Regions from separate parts of the Pan troglodytes genome. Here region 1 is linked to region 2. The links are chromatin contacts, called in public HiChIP or PLAC-seq maps. All regions are on one chromosome and are shown on one strand. Each heading gives the region's core, a stretch centred on a gene start, on an enhancer-like site or on the middle of the called end of the contact. The rest is flanking DNA. Distances are from core to core; before and after follow the strand shown. Region 1 holds the start of VCF1 (VCP nuclear cofactor family member 1). Region 2 holds the start of COG1 (component of oligomeric golgi complex 1).

Evidence for each region. HiChIP or PLAC-seq counts read pairs in DNA pulled down with a chosen protein or histone mark.
Region 1: an H3K4me3 HiChIP or PLAC-seq map of stem cell-derived excitatory neurons shows a contact between it and region 2, with 4 times the contacts expected there. The contact joins the promoter of VCF1 here to the promoter of COG1 in region 2. A contact is called at or near these places in 1 of 7 Hi-C or Micro-C datasets (stem cell-derived neural progenitor cells) and 1 of 1 datasets of contacts at active chromatin or transcription factors (stem cell-derived excitatory neurons).

Annotation. Positions count from the first base shown.
Region 1 is chr19:86,209,460-86,216,308 of NHGRI_mPanTro3-v2.0_pri, reverse strand. It overlaps VCF1 (VCP nuclear cofactor family member 1), which reads left to right and starts at 3,227. Exons shown (of 3, transcript XM_016932857.3): 1 at 3,227-3,483. The coding sequence starts at 3,263. It overlaps MTNAP1 (mitochondrial nucleoid associated protein 1), which reads right to left and starts at 2,942. Exons shown (of 6, transcript NM_001251848.2): 1 at 2,847-2,942; 2 at 2,241-2,346; 3 at 1-90. The coding sequence starts at 83.
Region 2 is chr19:86,168,867-86,176,039 of NHGRI_mPanTro3-v2.0_pri, reverse strand. COG1 (component of oligomeric golgi complex 1) reads right to left here and starts at 3,083. Exons shown (of 14, transcript XM_003315702.7): 1 at 2,326-3,083. The coding sequence starts at 2,640.

The DNA.
Region 1 (6,849 bases), core at 1,978-4,477, 40 kb before region 2:
CAGTATGGCAAGTGGGATTTTAATCGTTTAAATGGCTTCTTACAGTAAGGACACACTTCCATTCTGGGTGGATTATCACTCATCCTATTCCTGAAAAAGGTAAATGTGAGATTATGAGAAGCACATAGTTTGTAAATACCAATATTTTACTTACGTGTTGTATCTTTTAAATTCATTTGGAACAAGCTAGATGTTTGCTACTTATGGTTACAGCAAGTCAACTAGTCATTACATGAGTATAAAAAATTGTTTAAAAACCCTTAAACACGTTATTCAAGGACAGAATGGTAAAGAATAAAAAACTTAGGCCAGGAACCAAAGGTTATTTATTTATTTATTTTGGAAACAGAGTCTCACTCTGTCACCCAGGCTGGAGTGCAGTGGCACAATATCTGCTCACTGCAAACTCCGCCTCCCAGGTTCAAGCAATTCTCTTGTCTCAGCCTCCCAAGTAGTTGGGACTACAGGGGCATGCCACCACGCCTGACTAATTTTTTGTATTTTAGTAAAGACGGGGTTTCACCGTGTCCATGTTGCCCAGACTGGTCTCGAACTCCTGAGCTCTGGCAATCCACCCACCTCAGCCTCCTAAAGTGCTGGGATTACAGGCGTGAGCTACCACGCCCACGCCCAGCCAAAGGTTACTGATTACAGCAGAGATTTCCAAAGTGATAAATGGAATATCCACTAGGGTGTAAGAAGAAAATATTAGAATTACCACAATCTAAGAATGAGAAACGAAGCTCTACTAACATTTAGTCAGTAATATGCATATATATACACACACACACACGGATATATATAAAATGTATGCATAATGCACAAATATATACATGGCCGAGGACACAGTCCTGTTTTTCACTTATACTTTTTTTTTTTTTTTTTTTTTGAGACAGAGTCTCACTCTGTCACCAGGCCGGAGTGCAGTGTCGGCTCACTGCAACCTCCATTTCCCAGGTTTAAGCGATTGTCCTGCCTCAGCCTCCCAAGTAGCTGGGACTACAGGCATGCGCCACCACGCCAGGCTAATTTTTGTATTTTTAGTAGAGACAGGGTTTCACCATGTTGGCCAGGATGGTCTCAATCTCCTGACTTCGTGATCCGCCCGCCTCGGCCTCCCAGTGTGCTGGGATTACAGGCGTGAGACACCACGCCTGGCCTACTTATAGTTTCTAGTACAACAGATTACTGGCAAATTAGTTTGACATCTTTGTTAAACATATACGATGTAAAAAATTAAAAAAAAAACATACCATGTATATTTGTACCTGTTATTCTTTAAAGTCCAGAAAAGAAAATGTTTAATTCCAATGTTTAGTTGAAAGTTATTTCCTTTCTACATCTCTTATTCTTTCTATAAAGTTCCAGAGGGCAGGAAACATATCTATCCTGCACACAGCTGTATGTAAAAACCTAGCACTGAGCCTGGCATACCATATTTGTTCACTGAATTCTTTAGATATAAACGTTTAAATATTATTCAGTACTACAACTGATAATATCTTCTGACTACCAAAGAGATTAAAAAGGGTGACTGAAACCACTTACAAAATAGACACAATCTTCACCAATCCATTCAATAAAGCAACCAACCCACCTTATCCTGTACGAAGTCATTCAAAACAAAACTGTTTTCTGCCAACAGATTACAGTAATCATTCTTACTTTGTTGTTGTTTGGTCTTTTTTTTTTTGAGATGGAGTCTCGCTCTGTCACTCAGGCTGGAGTGCAGTGGCGCGATCTTGGCTCACAGCAACCTCAGCCTCCCAGGTTCAAACGGTTCTCCTGCCTCAGCCTCCCGAGTGGCTGGGATTACTGGGATTAAGGGCGTGCGCCACCACGCCCAGCTAATTTTAGTATTTTTAGTAGAGACGGGGTTTCACCATGTTGGCCAGGCTGGTTTTGAACTCCTGACCTCAGGTGATCCACCCGCCTCGGCCTCCCAAAGTGCTGGGATTACAGGCGTGAGCCACCGCGCCCGGCCTGCTGGGATTACAGGCGTGAGCCATCATTCTTACTTTGTTTGGAGGTACACACTAACGGGATGAAAGCCACAGACTGTTTGTTTACAATAATACACACAAATGAAGCCAGTCCATGGACCTTCGGCTAACAACGTTAGAAAGGGCTTGACACCTGCTAGACGTTTCTGCCTCCACTCCACCTCACACTCAACCCTACTTGAAAGATCCCGGTACATTCCCACGATAACGTCTATACGTGGGTGTCTGTTTTCTTACCCGAGCTCCTCCAGGAGGATGCTAGTTTTGCGGGTGCTTCTCCCGGATCCCCATGCTTCCCCGATCACCGTTCCCGAGTGTGGCAGAATGAAACGTGAATGTCAGCCTGTGTAAGACACGATCAGACAGGTGACTTGGCAGCATGCACAGTGAGTAAATGCGGCACGATACTGAACCAAATAGAAACACAGGTTCCGGAAAGCAGAGTTAAGACCTCCCCAGCCTCCGGGCTCAAGGAGGACCTCAATAGTTCCACTAATCCTCACCCTCACCTCCGGCGCTCTCCAGCCGCCTTTCCCTCCTCCCGCTGCGTTACCAGCCTGCCCACCTCCCCGCACCCTTCCTTTCCCTGAAAGCTGTTCTGATTCTGCCAGCTGTTCTGATTCTGCGGAGTGGATGGGGTCGGCCCGGCAGCTCCTGGGTCAGGGACAGGCGTTCCCGCAGCCCCACCGAGGATTTCCTCCTGCGGTTCCAGGAAGACCCTCCGCCGGCCCCGGCACCCGATTCCCTCCCCTCTCCGCTCAGGAGAGTCTTCCCCAGACTTAGAACGTGGGCCGCGGAAAACAAACCCGCCCTTGCAAGCTCCCCACAGACCACCGTCCTCACCTCGGAAGACCTGAAAGCCCAGGCGACCCCGGCGACAAGCCCCCCAGGGAAGCCCCCCAGGCGCCTGCCCAACCCCCGGCCAAGGAACCGCGTCAGGCCGTCTGCACCACTGCCGGATAGGTCCGCCTGTTTTAAAATATGTTACCTCACACGGATTCAACTCAAATACTTGTATGATATTATTATGACATAATTGAATTTATTTGAAACCTGGCTTGACTTTTATACCGTACCCTCCGTTGGCTGTGAACAGGCGAGCGCTTCTGCCACCCCAGGGGAGGTCCTTTCTCCCAGAAGCTCCTAGTCGCTCCTCCCGCTCCGAGCCCGCCTCTTCCCGTGGGCGGGGTTACCAGTCGGTGCGGTTGGGATGGTGCCACTGCGCAGCCGCGGGAGGGCGGTACCACGGCGGCAGCGACATGGGGGGGCGCGGAGCAGACGCCGGAAGTAGTGGTGGTACGGGTCCGACTGAGGGGTACTCGCCACCGGCTGCGTCCACCCGAGCGGCTGCGAGAGCCAAGGCCCGAGGGGGTGGGCGTGGCGGCCGCCGAAACACAACCCCCTCTGTTCCCTCTCTTCGCGGAGCGGCGCCGCGTAGCTTCCATCCGCCAGCTGCCATGAGCGAGCGCCTCCGTCCCAGGTAAGAGGGAAGGGACCCCCTTTCCATTCGTCGCCTGAGGATCTGGGAGATAGAGCCGAGGGGGCGCGCGAAATGGGGGTCGGAGCAAGAGTGGACCCAGCGGGGCTCCCTGTGGGGTGCACTGCGGGCCGGGAGAGGAGGGGAGAGGGATGCGCGAGTGATCGGATGCTTGGTTCCTGTGGGTAGCTGGAAGGTGACTCTCCGGGGTCCAGGTCTCCCGCCCCTCCATCTTTTTTCCCCCCTGTCTTTTCCTATTTGGAACGAAGTGTGATCGGTCCCGGAAGAGAGACGGTGGCCCTAAAGCTTTCCTGTCCTAAATGTAGGAGGGTGGGGGGATGGGATAAACGTCTCATCTTGGAGAGGGAGCCCCCAAAGGCTTTTGTGAGGGCACCGGGCGGGGAGCTGCCGGCTCCCCAAGGTCAGAAAGAAAGGTTGGGCTTAACCCCGCAGCAGGGAAAGATTCGGTTAGACCGAAGAACTTGTGCCCTGAACGGTTGTGAACACAGAAGGGCAGATGACCAAGGCGGGTTATGGATCTTCTCTTGACTGTGGCATTAAGAACAAGCTGGATTCTAAACTGTTTGGATTGCGAGGCCGTTTGATTCCGAAGGCGGGAGGAAAGATTTTATCGCGATGCACTCGCTACCCTCCCGAGGGAGCCTGGCCTCGGGACCCGGGTCTTAAATTAGGGGTTCTGTGCTTGACATGTACTACTAGAGTCCGGACTAAGTTGGGATTTCTTGATTTTTTTCTTTCTCTTAATTTCCTCTGCAAGAATGTGTGGAGGAGAAAGTTGGGAAAGGTTACCTCAGAATGCTCTTCCTGTTACGGTCTTTCCACAAGGATCCTTCTCTGAAATAATTATTTCATGTGATTGAAGTTCTCAAAAGTATCCTGAGTTTATTTGGTCCCATAGTGAAAACCTAGGGTTCCCCAAGCTGCTGCATTGGATTATTGATTTGGGTCATGTAGCAGGTGGAGCATAAAGCCTCTCCTTGTATAGAAAAGAAGAGTGGACTAAATTTGAAATTGGGGGCCCAATTACAGACATGCCATCGGAATTAGGAACAAGATCTTTAGATACAGTGAATCTGACCCGACTGCCATATTATTCTTTCCCAAACCCAGTTTATACTTACGATATTCTCTTGGGGTGTCTCACATATCTGAAAAAAAATCTAAATATTTCCTACAAATAAAAATTCTACTGTACATAACTAATCTGAATGCATTTATACTGGCAGTAGATTCCTTTTATCTTGTACACAAATAATCTCAACATGTTTTAAAGAAGTTATTTGATTTGGACAGGCTTTTCTTGCCAGTGTTTAATGGAGTATGATGGGCCAGCTCTGCCAGCTCTAGGATGGTCTAAGACGGTGGTTTTTCGGCTGGGTGCGGTGGCTCAAGCCTGTAATCCCAGCACTTTGGGAAGTCAAGGCGGGCGGATCACCTGAGGTCAGGAGTTGGAGATCACTCTGGCCAACATGGTGAAACTCTGTCTCTACTAAAAATACAAAAAAATTAGTTGGGCCTGGTGGTGGGCACCTTAATCCCAGCTACTTGGGAGGCTAAGGCAGGAGAATCGCTTGAACCTGGAAGGCGGAGGTTGCAGTGAGCCGAGATCACTGCACTCAAGCCTGGGCAACAAGAGCGAAACTTCCATCTAAAAAAAAAAAAGGGTTTTCAGGCTCTCCCACAGTAGATTGGATAGCCGCAGAGAGGTGAGTGTGTGGTGAGGGAGTCCCTGCTTATTGATTGATTGATTGGTTGATTGATTGACTGATTGATTGACAGAGTCTCACTCTGTCGACCAGGCTGGAGTGCAGTGGCCCCATCATGCCTCACTGCAGCCTCAACCTCCCAGGCTCAGGTGATCCTCCCACGTCAGCCTCCTGAGTAGCTGGACCACAGGTGTGAGCTACCACACCCAGCTAATCTGTGTATTTTTGGTAGAGGTGGGGTTTCACTATATTGCCCAGGCTGGTCTTGAACTCCTGGGCTCAAGGGATCCACCCGCCTCGGCCTCCCAAAGTGCTGGGATTACAGATGTGAGCCACCTCACCAGACTGGGAGTCCCTACTTTAACAGATCCTTTATCTCTTATATAGAGAGAATTTTTTTACAGTAAGAAAGAAAGAGTTCTGTTACTTTTTAAAATAAAGTTTGAAAACCACTAGTTTCCATACTCTTTTTTTTTTTTTTTTTTTTTTTTGAGATGGAGTCTCACTGTGTCAGCCAGGCTGGAGTGCAGTGGCGCGATCTCGGCTCACTGCAACCTCTACCTCCTGGGTTCAAGCAGTTCCCCTGCCTCAGCCTCCCAAGTAGCTGGGATTACAGGCACACGCCACCACGCCCTGCTAACTCTTTTGTATTTTTAGTAGAGACAGGGTTTCACCATGTGGGCCAGGCTGGTTTCGAACTCCTGACCTCAAGTGATCTGCCTGCCTCAGCCTCCCAAAGTGCTGGGATTACAGGTGTGAGTCACCGTGCCCAGCCCATACTCTTAAGATTATTTCTATGCCGAGTCTCTAGGAGATGACAGGAAGGTTGGAGAGAAATGAAATAATGCAACGTGATGGAATCAACCATCTGTAGAAGTAACAGATGCTAACTGGTAATCTGCACCTAGATGGTTAGGGAAGAATATAATCAGTTATAGGGGTGCCTGCTAAAATCATAACCTGGTCTGTGGCATTAATGCCAAAAATTGTAATCTGATTGATTGAACTGATAGGGATGAGCATGAAGCTGTAATCTTGCCAGTTGTTAACACCATTGTTGAAAGAAGAATGTTTCAAGGATGAGATCTGCTAAGAGCCTAGAAAAAGGCAAATGAAGAGCAGGTAGGACTCTTTCTTAATCTGGTACCATCCAGAGGAGAAGGCTACCAACAGGCCAAAGAGATTATTCTGGTGCCTTGAGAGATCAAGTAATTTATGAGGCAGGGATATTTCATGTGACTCTCCCAGAGATTAGTTGAAATCCACAAAATCATCTCATCTTTTTTTGTTCTTACAGTCCCTCTGCCATGCAACCTCCTTGACATTCATAGTCTTGTCCCTGGAAAGATCTATCCCCCATTATAAATGAGGAGATAGCAAATTTTGATCAGGCTCCTAAGTTTAGTTAGAGTGACTCAGCAGCCCAAAGCCCAGTCAGCTGTTGGCACGCTGATAAAATGGGTGTGTGAGGACCAGCAGCTGCTACTTACTCAATGACTTTCTCTTTGGGTGTCGACTGGCCTCCCAGCAGACATTGCTTTGCCTCTGCAGAACACTCCCACGCAAGTTCCCTGATCATATTAGGATGAAATTAGCAGTTTCTTGGTTCAAATTTATGATAAAAGCACATCCATTTAATGAT
Region 2 (7,173 bases), core at 1,834-4,333:
CCTCAAGTGATCCACCGCCTCAGCCTCCCAAAGTGCTGGGATTACAGGCCTGAGCCACCGCGCCCAGCCTTTTTTTTTTTTTGCGGGGGGGGACAGCATCTCACTTTGTTGCCCAGGCTGGGGTGCAGTGGTGCGATCATGGCTCACTGCAGCCTTGACCTCTTGGGCTCAAGAGATCTTCCCACTTCAGCCTTCCAAGTAGCTGGGACCACAGGCATGTGCCACCATGCCCGCTCATTTCTTGGTATTTTTTGTAGAGATGGTGTTTCACCATGTTGCCCAGGTTGGTTTCAAACTCCTGTGATCAAGCAATCCACCTGCCTTGGCCTCCCAAAGTGCTGGCATGAGCCACAGTGCCTGACCTGTTATTCTAAAATTTTTTACATTTTTTTCTTGTCAAGTTTCCATGGATTTATTTCCTCGACCAGATTGTAAGCTCCTTCAGAGCAGGAATTGGGGGACTTCTGTTTCTTTGTAATGTGAACGAAGAAGACACTCAAATTTTTGTGGGGTTAACCGAGAATAAACCAGATATAACAACTATGAAAATCAATACATTTCTAAAATCAGGCATAATTCAAGTTAGCGTTTTAATAAACCCTGAAGCATGACTCAGTTACAGCAAAGGCTGGCCACCTAAGGGGACACGTGTACTAAATGTTAGCTTTGGGAGGGATGAGGTCACTCATTTCAAAAATACGCAAACTTATTTGCAACTTCCTATAGTTTTATTGTGTCAGTCCAGTCTACTGACCAGGATTTCTGTAAAGCTCAAATAGCATGAAAAAGTTCCAAACTGGAGTTAGACTGTACTTTTCAATTTTTTCTTCTATGTCCCAGTAAGTTCTCCCAGGCTGTTAAAAACAACTCCCTGTTTACCTTTTTCACCCTTCATGCCCTTTCACTTCGTTCCTTGCTAGGTCTATATTCTTTAAGGGGCCGTGCGCGGTGGCTCTCGCGCCTGTAATCCCATCACTTTGGGAGGCCAAGGCAGGCAGATCACATGAGGTCAGGTGTTGGAGACCAGCCGGGCCAACATGGTGAAACCCCGTCTCTACTGAAAGTACAAAAATTAGTCGGGCATGGTGGCAGGTGCCTGTAATCCCAGCTACGCGGGTGGCTGAGGCAGGAGAATCGCTTGAACCCAGGAGGCGGAGGTTGCAGTGAGCCGAGATCGCGCCACTGCACTCCAGCCTGGGTGACAGAGCGAGATCCTGTCTCAAAAAATAAATAAATAAAAATTCTTTTTTTTTTTTTTTTTTTTGAGACAGAGTCGCTCTGTGGCCCAGGCTGGAGTGCAGTGGCGTGATCTCGGCTCACTGCAAGCTCCGCCTCCCAGGTTCATGCCATTCTCCTGCCTCAGCCTCCCAAGTAGCTGGGACTACAGGCGCCGGCCACCACGCCTGGCTAATTTTGTGTATTTTTAGTAGAGACGGGGTTTCACCGTGTTAGCCAGGATGGTCTGGATCTCCTGACCTCGTGATCCACCCGCCTCGGCCTCCCAAAGTGCTGGGATTACAGGCGTGAGCCACCGCACCCGGCCAATAAAAATTCTTTAGGAACGCAAGCTGCAGCTCCAATATGAGGATGTGTTTGTTTACCTCCCATCCTTCCTCATTGTGTCTAATCAATAGCGTTTGGTGGGAAGAACACGGGATAAGGATAACCTGAATGAAAAAAGCCTTAGTTCTGAAAATGAAAATGTTCAGCTATTAAAAGGTAAGGGCTTGGCCGGCTGTGGTGGCTCATGACTGTAATCCCAGCACTTTGGGAGACCCTGTCACATACATACAAAAGGTTAAGGGCTTGACAGCTGGTACTACCCTCAACAGCTCCCAAAGGGTAGAACAGCTATTTGGGGTTGTGGAAGTTATTCTTGGGGAGGGATAAGGGGAAGGTTGGGATGAGGAAGAAATGACTTGGAGTGCAGGTGTCAACATAGGGGAGAAACCTGAGGAAAAACAATGTCAGGACATGTTATATAGGTGAGCGTTGAACTGCCAAGACAGAAACTCCTGGCGTTTTCCGCTAAAATTGAAAGGAGCCCAGTGAGGTGTAGGAATCAAGGCCCGGAAGTCGGGGGAAAGCGCCTGAAGAAACTGTTGAATGGCATTTCCAGAACGGATCAGCAGCCGTATCTGTGCAAGGAAGGCTGGCACTGTCCCCTGAGGGGGGCCCAAAGGGTGAGGGCCGGATAGGCTCCTGGCTAAGGAAGGTGAGGACTCGCGGGGTCTGGGACTGACAGGCGGGGGGCGGGGTTGACCTGCAAGGCCAGGGGCTCCGGGACCCGCCTGCGGGTCGCAGGGTGGGGGCACGGGGACTGACCTGCTGGGCCCGCGGTGGCCGGGGCGCGGCCGAGCCGGCCTGGCGGAGGCGGGCGCAGTACTGGTCGGTGGCCTTCACGGCGTCCACTAGCCCCACGGCGCAGCGGCGCATCTGGCCGATGGTGTCGGCCGCCTCGATCAGGTCGCGGTACCGTTCGCCCACCATCTGCCGCAGCTCCTCCTTCTTGTGCTCGATCTCGGCCCGAACCTGGCGCTCCAGCCCGCGGATCTCCTCCGCTCCATGCGTCTCGAAAAGAGCCGCAGGGTCGCGCAGATCCAGCCGCTTCAGCGAGGGTGAGGTTGCCGCGGTGGCCATGGTGCACTCGTCAGCCCCCGGCGATCCACCTACGCCCTTTTAGTCCCGCCCCTCCGCCATCTTTGTTGGGGGCGGAAGCGCTTCCGCCCCGCCGGGGGCCATGTTTGTTACCCGAGGGGGCGGGCGCGAGGGGGCGGGCGCGAGGGGGCGGGCGCGAGGGGGCGGGCGCGAGGGGGCGGGCGCGAGGGGGCGGGCGCGAGGGGGCGGGCGCGAGGGGGCGGGCGCGAGGGGGCGGGCGCGGTCCTGCGCGGGGTTTTCTTAAACGGAGCCGACTGGGAAGTGAGGTCGCCAGAGAGGTGAGGTCGCCAGGTTGGCTGCGAAACTATGGCTGAAGTCTTCCCTTTCCCTTAGGAGCAGAGCTTCTCTGTGGAGTTAGGTGTCGGGATCGGGCCCCGCGGGCTGACGGCGTTGGCGCAGGCGCAGCCGCCGCTCTCCGCGCGCCTGGCGCCCGCGAGCAGACTCGGGCGCGCTCGCCGCCGCTGGGTCTCGGATCGCACCCCGCGTGCAGTTTTAGGAAGAGGGACATCCGCGCCCCTCGCTGTTCCCCGAGAAGAGCTATCTCGCCGCCCCTGAAGGGGTTCTGAGCGCTTGTTTGGCGTCTGTTTTTCCTCTGCTGTTGATTCGTGTTGGGGGTTTTCTATTTCGTTTAAAACCGATGTTTAGCCCCTGAAGACGTTTTCCCTGCGAGAGGCCTGACCTCGGTGGCCACGGGGGAGGAGGGCGGCGGGCTGGGCGGGAGAGGCTGGGACGCCCCGGGGAACGCAGCGCCAGACGGGTGGGCGCTCCTCACGTGGCCCAGGAATAGTAGAATCTGGAGATTGTGGCTTGTTTCTGCTAAGTCCCAGACCCTTCTTTTTTTTTTTTTCTGTTTTAATTTCTTTTGGAAGATTTCACCCACACCAATGTCGACAAAATGATGCAATGTGCGCAGCGGCCGTGCTGAGCCCCCAGCAACTCAGGGCCTACCCTGCATCCCTGCTCATTCCTTCTCCCACCCGCCACCTCCGGACGCACAGAATTTCAATCTGCAAATAAATGGTGCATTTATAATATTCCAGTTTAACCCGCAAGAGCCTTGCGGCGTAGGGAGTATCATTCTCACTTTACAGACTCATTTTACAGATGGGGAAACGGGGGCCCGGAGAGGCAAAGGGTTTTTTACTCAGTAAAAGTGCAGTTTTCAGAGCCTGTCCACGAGATTATCTCATTTTCTCGCACATCGGCCATGCCAGGTAGGTAGGAGTAATATTCCTAGTCCATTTATGAGGAAAAAAAAAAAAAAAGAAACAGAAAAGCTTATTTACCTGCCCAAATTACATAGCTGATAGGTGACCCAGTGAGTATTTGGACGTCGATTTTTAAATTACTGGCTCGCGCTCTTTTCTACATTTTCACATAATTTCCCACAGAGCACCCTCTGTTGGCGGGCCTGCAGTTTGCAGTCTCTAATCCCATTCTGCAAGGGACACTTACTGGTGTTCGGCTGATAAGCATCCGCAGTATATCTCCTTTCTGTGATTGGGGAATTCATCGCTATCTAGCAAGATCTTTTTTTCTGGCGCCCTTTATAGCTACGGTGCCAGCCTGCGGCCTGGGACTGGCACAGCAGGCACAAGTGCCTAGGACTTGGGTGAAGAGTTAGTGACATTAAGAAGCAGGCTGTAATCCCAGCACTTTGGGAGCCCAAGGCGTGTGGATCCCTTGAGCCCAGGAGTTCAAGACCAGCCTGGGCAACCCGGCCAAACCCCGTCCTTACAAAAAATACAAAAAAAGGGGCGCGCGCCGGGTGGCTCATGCCTGTAATCCCAGCACTTTGGGAGGCCGAGGCAGGCGGATCACATGAGGTCAGGAGTTCGAGACCAGCCTGGCCAACATGGTGATACCCTGTCTCTACTAAAAATACAAAAATTAGCTGGGCGTGGTGGCGCACACCTATAATCCCAGCTACTCGGGAGGCTGAGGCAGCAGACAGGAGGCTGAGGCAGGAGAATCACTTGAACCTGGGAGACGGAGGTTGCAGTGAGCCGAGATCGAGCCACTGCACTCCAGCCTGAGCGACAGAGTGAGGCTCTGTCTCAAAAAAAAAAAAAAAAGAAAAAGAAAATTAGCCGGGAGTAGTGGTGTGGGCCTGTAGGCCTGTAGTCCCAGCCACTTGACAAGAGGCAAGTGAGGCAAGAGGATCACTTGAGCCTCTGGAGGTCGAGACTGCGTCAGTGAGCCATGATTGGGCCACTGCATTCCAGCCTAGACAACAGAACAAGACCCTGTCTCAAAAAAAAAAAAAAAAAAAAAATCGCAGGTGACAGGGGCGATTGCATTTTGGTGGTGGCACAGGTATCACCGGCAACATCCACTCCCTAAGGACAGCAAGGGCAGTGAACTTAGCTCCAGCTCCCAGCTGCTAATGCTGGCGGTGGTGCTGGTGGCAGCCGTGGGCACCCACAATGACGTCCTCGACAGAATCACCATGTGGTGTGCTCGTCTAGGTTTTAAATGTTCTGTTTCCCTTCCTTCCTGCCTGTCCCTTGAACCTGCCTCCCCATCTTTCCCAGAGATTGTATGAACTGTCCAATGTCTTACTGATCAATTTTGTTTCTTTGAAAATCAAAATTGGTTTCCCTGGTTTGCCCTAGCCCTAACTGATAGACACTGCACTAAGGTTCCAGCTCCATGAGAGTTTGGTTGAAGCCTTTCTTACAGCAAGGGGAGAAATGTCAACATATCAGGGATAGTGGGGGGCCCAGGGCTTTGTACGGGATGGCCCTTGCGCTTGTGCACAATACCTGTAAGCTCAGGTAGAGAAAAGACAAACTGGCCAGCTGTCAACACTGCAGAGAGTGTGTGTGTGTGTGTGTGTGTGTGTGTGTGTGTGTGTGTGTGTTCTGAGTCAGGTAGAGAAAAGACAAACTGGCCAGCTGTCAGCACTGCAGTGTGTGTGTGTGTGTGTGTGTGTGTGTGTGTGTGTGTGTTCTGAGACAGGGTCTCACTGTTGCCCAGGCTGGAGTGCAGGGTGCAATCACGGCTCACTGAAGCCTCCACCTCTTGGGCTCAAGTGATCCTCCCACCTCTGCCTCCCTAGTAGCTGGGATTACAGGTGTGCACCACCATGCCCGGCTAATTTTTTAATTTTTGTGTAAAGACAGGGCCTCACTCTGTTGCCCAGGCTGGTCTCGAACTCTTGGGCTAGAGGGATCCTCCCACCTCAGCCTCCCAAAGTGCTCGGGTTACAGGTGTGAGCCACCTCACCTAGTCCAGAGTGTGGTTTGAAATCAGGGTGTTCCCTGCCTTTCCTCTGTATTTCCCTGGCCAAGTTCATCTGACTGGCCTGAAGATGCCACTGTTGTTCCTCTGCCTGCAGAACTGAGCACTGACAGAAGCTGTCGACTGACTGCCTGGTCACTGGAAAAGCTCCTGGCCCTGGAGGAAATGTGTCTTTAACTCTTTCCTCTCCATGGCTCCTTTCCTTGTCCTCTGCCTCCCAGGACAGCACCACCCCCTTCCTCTGCCTTCTGCATATCAGCTGGGACCATCAAAACCACAGATCAGGGGCAAAGACCTCAGCTGCCACAGCCGGACCAGGCACTGTGCCGGGGACAGCAAGACAGAGATGAGAACCTGGAGCCTTTTTTTCTCAAGGTATTAGGAGGTACCTGAGTGAAAGAGGCACCTTTTCGCCTTATTGCCATAGTTTAGTTCTGGTATAGGGATGAGTTCATGTGTGTTGTGTGATAACCTTTAGCGTCAAGCAACCTGCGTGAGTTCACACAGGTGCCTGTCTTCAGATCCCCTGGCTCTAGAAGTCCTTGATCTTTCTACATTGTCACATTATTAGCTTCAAAGAAAATTTCAGAATATCAAGAGACAGATGGCTCAAACAATTCTGAGCACCATTCGGATGGTACCCACACTGCTTCCTGATCTCTGCCTAAGGGTGGGTCTCTGCAGTCAGTTTGGGCACCCAAGTTGGAGTGGCTATCCAGTGATTTGGAGGCAGATGACACATGGGGTGGCCATGCCTGGTAGCCAAGCATCTGCATGCTGGAGGGCAGTCTTTCAACGCAGTGGATATATTCTCACATTTTAGTTTCTTTAGATCCATCGGCACACTCTTTTTTTTTTTTGAGACGGAGTCTCACCCTGTTTCCCAGGCTGGAGAGCAGTGGCACGATCTCAGCTCGCTGCAGCCTTCCCATCCCAGGCTCAAGCAGTTCTCGTGCCTCAGTCTCCCAAGTAGCTGGGACTACAGGCGCGCACTACCACACCCGGCTAATTTTTTGTATTTTTAGTAGAGACAGCGTTTCACCATTTTGGCCATGCTGGTCTCAAACTCCTGACCTCAGGTGGTCTGCCTGCCTGAGCCTCCCAAAGTGTTTGGGATTACAGGCATGAGCCACAGCGCCCAGTCCTGATCAGTATAGTCTTATTCAGAACATTGAGCAGACAGATTTCTCCTGTTATTTATTTATTTATTTATTTATTTATTTATTTATTTATTTGAGACTGGAGTACAGTAGCATGATCACAGCTCACTGC